2 separate regions of the Mus musculus genome follow, and region 1 is linked to region 2. The links are chromatin contacts, called in public HiChIP or PLAC-seq maps. All regions are on one chromosome and are shown on one strand. Each heading gives the region's core, a stretch centred on a gene start, on an enhancer-like site or on the middle of the called end of the contact. The rest is flanking DNA. Distances are from core to core; before and after follow the strand shown. Region 1 has its middle 33 kb from the start of Prss2. Region 2 has its middle 89 kb from the start of Try4.

Region 1 (5,773 bases), core at 1,488-3,987, 340 kb before region 2:
TATCTGTATCTGATACCAGGTAGGAGAATCTTATGTAACTCAATTAGTTAATTTCACCTCTGGGAGTATCTCCATCATTCATCTTTCTGCTGAGGTTAGAAAGTTTATAAAGGCTGATACTCAAGACATCAATCAAGGAGGAACAAGATGTCATTAGATAGCTATGCAAGATAGAATTTAATATAGAAAAGTTCTTAGCATTTTGTCTAAGATCAAATGTAAAAGTTAATATGGAAAATGTTCATTCAGGAATTTTTACTGCTGCTTGCGTCCTGTTGCTTGTTTGTTTGTTTGTTTGTTTTGTTTGACACAAATTTCTACTATGTAGTCTGCACTTGCCTCAATTTTGAAGCAATCCCCCTGCCTCATCCAAACAAGCATGTGTTACCAGGTCTGATAGTGGTTGTATTGTCATTTATACTTCCCAGTTTAAACTTCTGTCTCTCCTCTACTCTTCTGTAGCAAAACAGACAAACAGATGGTAGCATAAGAAACACAGGAGACTGAGGGTAAAGAGGAGGAGTGTGTGTGTGACAGAAAGGTTAAAATGGAATAGTGACTAGGATGGAAATGAAGAAGAGGAAGAGACTGATGTGAATGGTTGGAAAGGGATGTACTGGTTACCTTGGCAACTGAGATTTCTTTAGCCCTCACTCCTCTCTAGATCATATTCCCAAAAGGGAATTTCCCCCAATGTCTCTTTTCTTCCACAAGAGGGCACAAGAAGTCTTAAAATCCTCTGTTCCTGGCACCAAACACTATCTAGAGTGATTCTGATGTATCACTGATGTATTTTCAATCTCATTTAATTAATATACAAAGGAAAAATCAAAACAGAGACACTGAGTGATCAACAACATACTTGACAATGTCCAAATGTCTCTATCACACTTGATGAATAGGTGTAAAGTAGCCAGGATACAGAGAGCCATCATAAAGATCAAAACAATGAAGTATATTAAAGATGGTACCAGGCAAAGCTACAAGTAAAACATTTGACTTCAAGTCTAGATTTCCTAGTTTCTAAGACCTGAGGGCAGTTATGTAGTTTTTCTAGATTTCATTTTTTTTTCACCAGCAAATGTTATCTGTATGCATTGTTAGATATTGAAGGAGATCATATTTTGCAAGTACTATTACAAAGTCTAACTTTTGGCAGGTGTCCTTTTCCTCCCTGGAAGCTTACAAAGTACTTTGACTGTAGCTCCTCCAAATTGTCTCATTTAAAAATATTTAAACAGAAAATATGTCACAAACATGACAATGCTTATGTGGCAAACCGATGCCAATTTTCTCATGTGCTGTCTGCTCTGAATTCATCCTAGAACATTCCTGTTGGAACTCTGTGCAATCTCAGGGTCTGTCTTCAAGGAGAAACACTGTGTGTGTGTGTGTGTGTGTGTGTGTGTGTGTGTGTGTGTACATTAAAAGGAGAAACGATTTTTAGCTAGATTTAATACAATTAAGTTCCAAATGAGAGGATTGTTTGAATAGAAACACAGAAATCTCAGCGTCTTTAAAGTCTTGGAAACAGCAAATGAGAAAAAGAAAATCCTAGTGATGGCTAAGGATAATGTAGCACACAAGAAGAGGCTGTTTAAGGAGAGTCCTGAAAACCATGTATACACACTAGAGCAAGTCATTATCCTGCATTTAGTTATCTGCCTCTATTTATGCATAAAGATTCTGCTGCCATAACTGTTTCAATTGTACCCAAAGGTCAAAACCTCAGTCATTATAACTAGGGAAAACAGGAAAACACTTCAGGATGGCATATCCTAATAGTAGGTGCTACCTGCTGCCAACATCAATGTCATGGTTCCTGGTTAAATGTGGCTTCTTTTCTAGGAGATCTGTAAGGATGCTGATTTTGACTTTGACTTTATAAATGTGTCACAATAACTATCCCTAAGGATATCATTGCCTGATTTTCACACACAGGCTGCTGAGGACCACAGAAGTTAGAGAAACTCCCCTCAAGGATCTAAGCCATAATGGGATTGACTGGGGCCCCTTGACTGCTTCTAGAAGGTAGAAAAAGGCCCAGCCTTAGGAAGGCTGGGCTACTTCATATGATTTTTTAAAGATTATATGATTTAGTTGAGTGTGTGATGGATAGAGCAGGATTGGCTTGTATATTTTGCGAGTTCCCACTTCCTCATTTGAGAGTTTCTGGAGGTCTGGTTTTCCATTCTTTCCTGTGTTGTGTGTAGACGTTTCCCTCATCTTACCCACATGAGGCAGGAAATACAAAGCACATTCACTTTACAGCCCTTACTCACAGAGGATACACCCCAGCGAAAGCCAGCCAATGAATGCAGGACAGACAGACCATCTATTTTTCATTCGGTTTATTATTTAGACTCTGTTCCTGTGACTCATTACATGAATGGGCTCTCATTACATTAGTTGAAGGAAATGGAGGATACTTGTGAAGAGAGGGTGACTGGAGTTGGGGTTAAGTGGAAAGAGAAGTGGGAAGAGCGGTGATGTGGGAGCCATGGGAACCCTAATGAGGTCAGAGCTGTTATTGCACCTGTCTCCATGGTGCATACTGAAGGCTTCTGTTTCCTGTGTGACTTCTAACAGATGTAAGATAGTTTAGATGGGGGGCTTGAGATGAGATATATGGGTTCCCCTTTAGAGACCCTCCTCTTGGTTGTTCTCACTGTCACGGTGATAGCTAGAGGCTGAGGTAGAAAGGGCTGCATGAGAAGGGTTTGAAGACAGGATGTGGCAAGTGTGGTTCCCAAAATGCTCAGAATGTGAGTGAGTGGGGGAGCATTCACAGGCACCCCAGATGTAGGACCTGGTAAATGTCAAACCACATCCTGTTGTGACTCCTGGAGATGGAGCTATGGCAGGTGGCCATTCTTACTTGGTGCTGATGTTACTTACAGATAAACAGCCAGACCTGGGGTGAGATGCTTCCACCCCTTCCCCCATTGTCTTCAGGAACCGAAAAGTCCCAGGAATGCATCTCTTCACTTGCTGATGTTTGATGAAAAACAGTTCTTCTTAAGATTATTTTTTTTATCATGTTCCTATATCTCTTTGCTGGAATCGGTCAGGGAAACAAGTATTAAGGGTCCTACTGTGCCTGGTTAACTATGGGACTCAAGATCAGCACTGTCCCTTTGCAGGTCAGATGCCTTGTAAGATATATCACAATGTGTGTGTCTGGAGCTGGGAAGGACTTAGATTTCCCCACTTACCATTCTGTCAGTGCTACAAGGCCTGCAGAATTTTCATCAACAAACCACTAAGTAGGGTCTGAGGCTCCTTATGGAGCACCTTGGTTCACAGGAATTGAAGGGATCTGGAAAGCTGGAGATGGTAAATGCATTCTGCAGCTGGGGAGAGAGGAGGGGGAAGAACTGATTCTCTGAGTTTTAGCAGATCCTGGACTCCAGGCAGAGTTTGGAGAACATGTGCTCCATATCGAGCTGAGATCTTGCTGTGATTTTGTGAATCACTTGTATAAGATTAAATAAGGCGACATGATCCCATCTGAGAGAGTGTGAGGATAGAGGGATAAATATAATGGACTACAGAATTAGAATCTTGTTGAGACTTGGTAAGTTTGGAAGAAGCACTAAAGAAATAAATGCAAGAGAACCGAAGTACATTTTGGTCTCCTGCACATCCTCACAGATAGAAAAGCAACAATTTGCACACACAGAGGGGGTACATGGCTCAGATGCAGCACATGTGTGAAAGAACTAGAGTTTTGAGTCCCAAGTGATCTCTGAGTCAACGGCAGGATGTAGACATACAAAGGTAAAAAGTCGCCCCACCCAAATGATACCTAACACATCAAAAACAAGGGGTATAACTAACTCCCTCTTTACTCTATGTAGGTCAGAACCCACCTGGTGCTGAGTTTTTTTTTTTTCTGAATACAGTGCTTTCAGAATGATAGAAGGATAAAAGTGAGCTGAAATGTTTTTATAAGAAAGTAACTGATCCACTAGGAGAAAGAAATGCTCAGAACTGTACATTTGAGGGAATGAGAGAGAGAGAGAGAGAGAGAGAGAGAGAGAGAGAGAGAGAGAGAGAGAGGGAGGGAGAGAGAGAGAGAGAGAGAGAGAGAGAGAGAGAGAGAGAGAGAGAGAGAGAGAGAGAACTGGAAGTGAAGTGTTGAGCCAGGAAAATATATTTAAGTGAACATAAATTACAGTGCTTGATAGTTATTACCCTGTGCTAAGAACTGTAGATATTGTGTGGATTGATTAAGCCATGTGATTGAGTCCATTTAACACAAGGGGAGGCCAAGTCTTTGGTGGCCACTTGCTTAAATCATATAGCTGGGGAAACATAGAAATGAAGCCCAAATCCAGACTTTTTGGCTTTCAAGTCTATGTTTATTGCAGGCGTGGTTCTTAAAGTGAAGATTATTCTTCCTTGTAGGTTTAAGTAATGGTCTTTACAAGCTCCAACTGCTTCTGAGGCTCTCTTAGGGGAACAGAATTATAAGCTGAGAAAGATATGCATGGTAAAAAATTATAGATACTCAAATAGTCAGCAAATGTTCATAGAGCGGCCCAATGGATAAAGGGCTTATTCAGACAACTAAGAACTCTTTGGGGACAGTTAAAACTACTTGCGAAGAAAAGGAGGATTCAATGCTATGTTGTTGTTGTTCTTTAACACGTACATGGTTTGTGATACCAGGTCTCATGAAGATCAATTCATTGTATAGTGAATGTGTAGGGCTGTAGTTGTTAAGAAGTCCTAAAACTTGGACTCAATGTTACTGTTTCCAAAGTCTTCACTTATATCAGCGATGGTTATAACAAGATGGGTGGCTCCGCTTTTGGCATGGTTTCCCTATCAAGGCACTCTTACATTCATAGATGAGAGCTGAAATCAATTTCCTAAAAACCTGATGAAATGTTGGAAGCAGACATAATCGTTGGCCCTTTTCAGTTCCCTTCGATGACCAGCAGGTAGTGTTTACTCTTTTATGAGATATCCCACTCCCCCCACACCCCACCCTCCACCCCAGGCAGCCTGCTTCAAGAAACAGGTACAAGAGATGAAAAAACTACTTGGAGACAGGGAAGGTAAATATGTAGCTGGGACTTAGGTGATGGGACTAGTGAACTGAATATGTCTTCTCTGTTAAAAGTTGATATTTCAGGTAAAGTCTTACACTGTCATAATAAATCCTAAGGAGAGGCAGAGTGGTAGGAATTGTTAGGAAAAGAAGCTTTCAAAGCCCAACACTGAGTATTGTAGTGGGAAGAGCTCCATGAATTTATCATCTACAAATAAACAGAGAAAAAGGCTCTCAGAGGTAGAGGAAAACATACAACCTAATGCTATGACATGTTTTGTGTTTGGGTCCAAATTTCCTGAGTATGTTAAGAACTGACCTGTGGGCTCTAGCCATCCTCCTATTCCCCAGCACTCTAAATGGAACTGTATCTACACATGATGGTATTTGTGTTTTAACACAGAACTTCACCAGGAAAGACTAAGAACAAATCCTCCACTTCCACAACTATCCCTAGTCAGAGTGACTTCATAACACACAAAACTCGATCATGTAGGAGCATGAATCACACAGTTCTCCCCAGGGCACTACAAAGAATAATGGAGAAATGGCTCAAAACAAGAAATAGGTGATCCATAGAGTTACATCAACTCTTTCTTCTTTCTCTTAACTGCTTTTTAAAGAAAGACTAAACCTTTGTCTTCTAGATGATCCTACAGACTCCTGAAGCATCTCCCTTCCTGAAGCTGACAAAGCCCAAATTGAGTACTGTAA
Region 2 (5,624 bases), core at 1,981-4,480:
TATGTAGCAGAGGATCGCCTTGTTGGGCATCAATGGGAGAAGAGGCCCTTGGTTCCATAAAGGCTCAATGCCCCAACGTAGGGGACTGTGAGGGCAGGAAGTCCGGACTGGGTGGGGGCACACCCTCATAGAAGCAGGAAGGGGGATGGGATAGGACGGAAATCGGGAAATGAGATAACATTTGAAATGTAAATAAATAAAATAGTCAATAAAAAAAGAAAAAAGGAGCTTTTCTGTAACTACTAAATATAATTTGTTAAAGTTTTATTCATCTAAAAAATTTTCCAATTACTTTACTATCATAACAATACATCTATATTTTAAAAAGCTATAAAGTAAAGAAAATACCAAATTTAAAGGCTCATACTACTGTCAGGTAATTCTTATACCTTTAATCCATTAACTATAGTCTTTATGGTATAATGGTATTTTAGAGTTTTCTCATTCTCTCCTTCTCTTTCTGTCAAAATCAGCTGTGTAGCCCATCAATTATAAGCCTGAGCCACCACAACAATGTACTGCCTCCTCTATATACAGGAAATAGATTTCTTTCTCGGCCCTTCTGCTTTCTTGTTGAGTTGTTGATTTTATTTATTCTTTTTTGTTTTTGTTTTTGTTTTTGTTTTTGTTTTTCGAGACAGGGTTTCTCTTTATAGCCCTGGCTGTCCTGGAACTCACTTTGTAGACCAAGCTGGCCTCGAACTCAGAAATCTGCCTGCTTCTGCCTCCCCAGTGCTGGGATTAAAGGAGTGCACCACCACATCTGGCTTGATTTTATTTATTCTTAAATTATCCATCTGCATTTTAATCATAAAACAGATCTGAGAAAGTGAAAAAATGTGGAATCTACTAAACCTACTATCACTTCTAGATTAGCTCTGGCTATTCACTGGGTTGTGTCAGGAACAGATATGAGGACATGGAAGAAATGCTGTGCTCTGATATATGTTTCTGGAGATAAAGAGTAACTTTTAAGATGTGTAAAGCGAGCTATATATGTAATAGTCCATGTCTCAACCCTCATGTTTCTCACGGTGCTCTTGAAGATTATAAAAGCTCATGACAGGTTCAGTCCAGGTGTTTCAATTCTGTCAGTAAGCTAGAAAAAAACTTAATTTATCTCCTGGAACAAATGGATATGGAGGGAATAGTATGTAGCTATGATTAAAAAAAAAACAGATAGGCGTTGTGCATACACACATGGTGTTTCAATCCATTTCAGATAAGGAAGGATAGCGATCTAAGTATCAGATTTGTATCATTAATAAAATGACCAGTTATGCTGTGTCAAAATAGATACGTATGTGTCTACAGTGGTTTGTCTATGACACGGTCTTGCCTGGATCTTCAAAATTCCTTTTGTCTCGAGATTTCAAAACTAAGCTCATAAGGAACTGTGTTAATGTTTAATGAGACTATTGGAACATGTTATCTTTAGTGACTGTCTTATTCTCCGCATGAAACTGTATCAATGAGAAGGAAAGTAGGCTGAGAGAGAAAAGCAAGAGGTGGACAAAAGAAGAGAAAAATAATCATAGGAAGCCACTAAAGGCTTCATGTGCAACCTTCCTGTGAATGGATCCCTTTACAGATGCAATTGTTACATTATTGTTTCGGTACCACCAAAGCAATTTGTGGTGACAGGATAGTCTTTCATTGCGCCACTAAATAAAACCTAATGATATTTCACTCTTTCAGAACTATCTTGTATTGTTTCATTAATATAAGCTACACATCTATATTTTGAGAATTCATAAGATAAATATAATATCCAAATTAATATCTCTTATTACTTTTGGACAGTGCTAATATTATTAATTTATTAGCTTCTTTTTGTCTCTCTGTCTTTGCCTCATTCTGTCTCTGTCTTTCTCTCTGTCATTGTCATTCTCTCTCTCTGTCTCCCTCTCTGTCTCTGTCTCTCTCTGTCTCTCTCTGTCTCTCTGTCTGTCTCTCTGTCTGTCTCTCTGTCTGTCTCTGTTTCTGTCTCTCTCTCTATCTCTCTCTCTCTCTCTCTCTCTCTCTATATATATATATATATATATATATATATATATATATATATCCAAGATCTTAAATCAAGATGTTATAAAACTTACATTATATTGTATAACTGGCCTCACACTTGAATCCTTCCTGCTTTCTGCTTTCTTGGACCCCAGGCACTATCTACCACTGAACCTTTCTTCTCTTCTTTCTTCCCCTTGCCCTTTTGTATTGAAGTATTGACTTCGTGTTTCTAAAATAACCCTCTTCAACTTTATGTTAAAACTGGTAGTATCCAAAGAAAAGAATGTAGAATCTCTACATGGCACTGTTTAACTGGTCACCGTAGGTCAGTTGGACACATCATAGGCAGATATGGGGTTTGGGAGAAAGGCTTTGAAATTCTACATTAAGAATGGATCCAAAATAAGTCTCTAGAATCCTTTCATAATTTACAGATATGGAAAGTAATATGTCTTCATTTCTCCATAATCACATCTCTGAACATACACCACACATTGACAATAACAGACTGTGAGATGCAGTAAGTCTTTAGTGCTTACAGAAAACTTGAAATACTTTTCTGGAAAAAGTGCATGTGTGAATGACACACAGAAATATGGAGTATTTCACTCACTTTGACCTTGGGAGCAAAGTGAAAATCTAGGTAGCATCCATTAAAAAAAAAAAAAAACCAACACATAACTTAAAACGCATACACAGAGGGCTTGTGTTAGGTGTTCCCTGGGAAGGGAATGATAGATCATCGCAAATCTATTCTCTTGAGATCATTTAAAATTCAGACTTTGAAAGAGCCATCTTGATCCTTATCAGCATGGGAAAATGGTGATATTGAGTTTGAGCTCTTTGGTGACCAGCTTATTTTCATCATGAGTACCACATTGAAAAAAAAAAAAACAAGTAGTAGACACAAACAGAAACACAGAAGGCACAGAAAGAGGAGGAAAACACCATAGGAAGGTCATTCTTCCCAGGTCTGGCTCCAAAGTCTTTCAGAATTGTCAAGCTGTCGCTCCACTTCTAGGTACCTTCTAATCTTTTGTGAAATCTGCTGTGGTTTGCACTGGCTCCAGTTAATTTCTCTTACTTTTTCCAACCCAGAGTATCACCTGCTTCTTGAGTTGGCTCCATGGAGAGTTTGTGTGCTAAAGACAACACACATTTCAATGCTGTGGACAACTGCTGGCACAGAGGTATAACACTGAGTCTCCAGCCTCAGAGGAACTGATTTCCAAGCTGCAGGGTGAGCTTAAGGGACACTTAGCTAAGAGTCACTTCTTGAACAAGTCTGTTCTGTCATGAGCTTCTTGATGTTGAAAAAAAAATAAAAAAACTTTAACTCTTCTTTCTGCTTCTGTTGGTACCAATAAACAAAAGAATGTCCCTTTTCTGGGATACAGCTCATTTTTGCTTTCTGTCCTTTGCCTTTGAAAAGACGTCATGGAGTCTGGATAACTTGGCAATCCAAAGAGCCTAGAAGTTAAGAAAACAGAAAATATTAAAAAGCCCAAGTGTCCCAAGAAGGATCCTGACAAACAAAAGAAGGCTTGGAGCTATTGTCAAGAATCCCAGAACAAAGACTCACCTGCTACTAGGAGATAAAGGGCTACATACCAGAGAAGCCACATGCTCATGATTGCATTGACTAGCAAAAGGAGACATCAGACCTCATCTACAGTTTTTCTATGACTAGATAGATCCCTTTTCAGATTCATGGCCATCATGATATATGCATGTTGTTGCTGACATATTTTACAGTATGGAAGGAAAATTTTAACAAGTAAATAAATTTGGTTTTCTTTCTGTCTTTCTTTTTTAATAAAAACAACACATATGTATTTTAGATAGCTAAAAACAAAAAAGGCACTGCACAAAGCATCTTACGGCTACTAGACAATGACCAGACTGTTTGTGCTTTAGTAATAATCTCTGAAATTTTCTTTCTAAGTCTTCTTTCCATTAGAATATATGTGAGTGTATAAGCATGCTTATTTTCATACATGTGCATATATAGTATTTCACATTATGTTTTACTAAATGGTCTTTAATTGCTCCTTTATGACTCCTTTTAGCTAATTATTATCCTTCCTTGTTACCATATTTCATCTTATGAACCATTTAATTTATCTTCAGTGTTTCTCTATTTTCTCCTAAGGAACCTTTCTCATTAACTTATGCATAGGTTTCGATCTCACAGATGGACATTGTTTCAGGCTATTTGTCATCTAATTAACTTTGTGTTACTGGTCCCTGTTATCACTGCTGTTTCATAACTTTATGACTGATCACTGCTTCAAAAATGTTTAATCCTGTAGCTATTTTTTTACTGTCTTTCAGCTTATTCATTTGCTAGTGTTTGTTTTTGCTAACCTCGCTTTTTCTTGCCTGCATTTTCAATCACTGTTTTAGGTTATACAATCTTTTTTTTGTTGTTGTTGTTGACAGTTTTGTCTTTATTTTACTCTCCCTCATTCCTATTTTCAATCTATAGAAATAAGATAACAGCCTGAAGTATGCATTTCCATGAAATTTTCCTTTCTCATTCAATTGAAGGTTCCTTCACTTTCTAAATTGGTATTGAAGTCTAGCCCTGACTATGTTTTATATGTATCTCGTTCTTAGTCATTCCTGTTTGTATACAGATTCTTGATTGTATTTCTTCTGAATAATTGTAAATTTTAGTGATATTTACAGTTTATCCAAGTTCTTAGCTTGTAAGATACTCATTAGGCATTTTGCTTAATTTTTACATGTATTTTTTTATTGATTTCTAAGGAAATGAATTTGTAAGTACTTTTAGAAGTTCTCTGCACTAGCCTTTCTTGAGTATGTAAATATTGATAGAAATAACTAATTTTTTGTGGATGAAATATAGATATATACCTGTACCTTAGCACATAACTATTAGTGTGCTCTTAATGATTAACTTTGAGAACTATCTCAATTTTGATATGTCCATTTTAATCAATCTCTAATAATGAAGGAGATACTAAATACTTCCTTGTCTTGAGAGCCTCAAACAGTACGAGTATTTTGCCTTAAGGGAACTTCATGATTTCACTAGGTGCATTATTTTACAACTGGATTGATGATGGCTGTGCTGTGATTGATGGTCCAGTTGCATTTTTGTATATTCATACGTGCAATTTTTCACTATCATTTGTAGAAAATTCTATTATTCATCTCCTGCATTTTCACTATTGTTCATGGATATACAAGATTTTTCCATTGATCTGTTTATGTCACCATTGCTGCTTGCCATAATTTCCACTACTGTTATCTTTGTCAAACTCATCCCTCCTATGTTCTTCTTTTATTCCAAGAGTTCCCTGGCTGTTGGTAACCCTTTATGTCTCCATGTAATCTAAAGGCTTAGCTTATAAAATTGTAAAGAAAACCTATTCATATTTTGATTACTTGATTACATTAGATAAATTAATTTAAGAAAACTGGCATTTAAAATATATTTACTGGATTCAATTCCTAGTGCTGCCACTATGGAATTCAATATAAAAGTTGCTCAAAAGAGTAAGAATAAAATTACCACATGATCCAGCTATACCCCTACTGGTTGTATAGTCAAAGGAAACAAAGTTTACATGAAGAAGGAATATCCT

Evidence for each region. HiChIP or PLAC-seq counts read pairs in DNA pulled down with a chosen protein or histone mark.
Region 1: an H3K4me3 HiChIP or PLAC-seq map of the SCID.adh cell line shows a contact between it and region 2, with 8 times the contacts expected there. The contact joins two enhancer-like sites. A contact is called at or near these places in 1 of 15 datasets of contacts at CTCF or cohesin (CD8 T cells), 5 of 484 Hi-C or Micro-C datasets (CD4 T cells, Th1 cells, group 2 innate lymphoid cells and 1 more), 18 of 115 datasets of contacts at active chromatin or transcription factors (the 230-238 cell line, CD4 single positive thymocytes, CD8 T cells and 11 more) and 1 of 9 other capture datasets (embryonic stem cells).

What each region holds. Positions count from the first base shown.
Region 1 is chr6:41,551,520-41,557,292 of GRCm38.p6, reverse strand. It overlaps Tcrb. Among named protein-coding and RNA genes, the nearest start is that of Prss2, 33 kb to the right of the region's middle. Within about 2 kb of position 2,737, at least 89 of the 459 cell types and tissues checked have an H3K27ac peak or open chromatin away from gene starts, as enhancers often do. A contact at or near this core is called in the SCID.adh cell line, where this site is marked.
Region 2 is chr6:41,210,092-41,215,715 of GRCm38.p6, reverse strand. It overlaps Tcrb and the pseudogene Trbv22. Among named protein-coding and RNA genes, the nearest start is that of Try4, 89 kb to the left of the region's middle. Within about 2 kb of position 3,230, at least 2 of the 459 cell types and tissues checked have an H3K27ac peak or open chromatin away from gene starts, as enhancers often do. A contact at or near this core is called in the SCID.adh cell line, where this site is marked.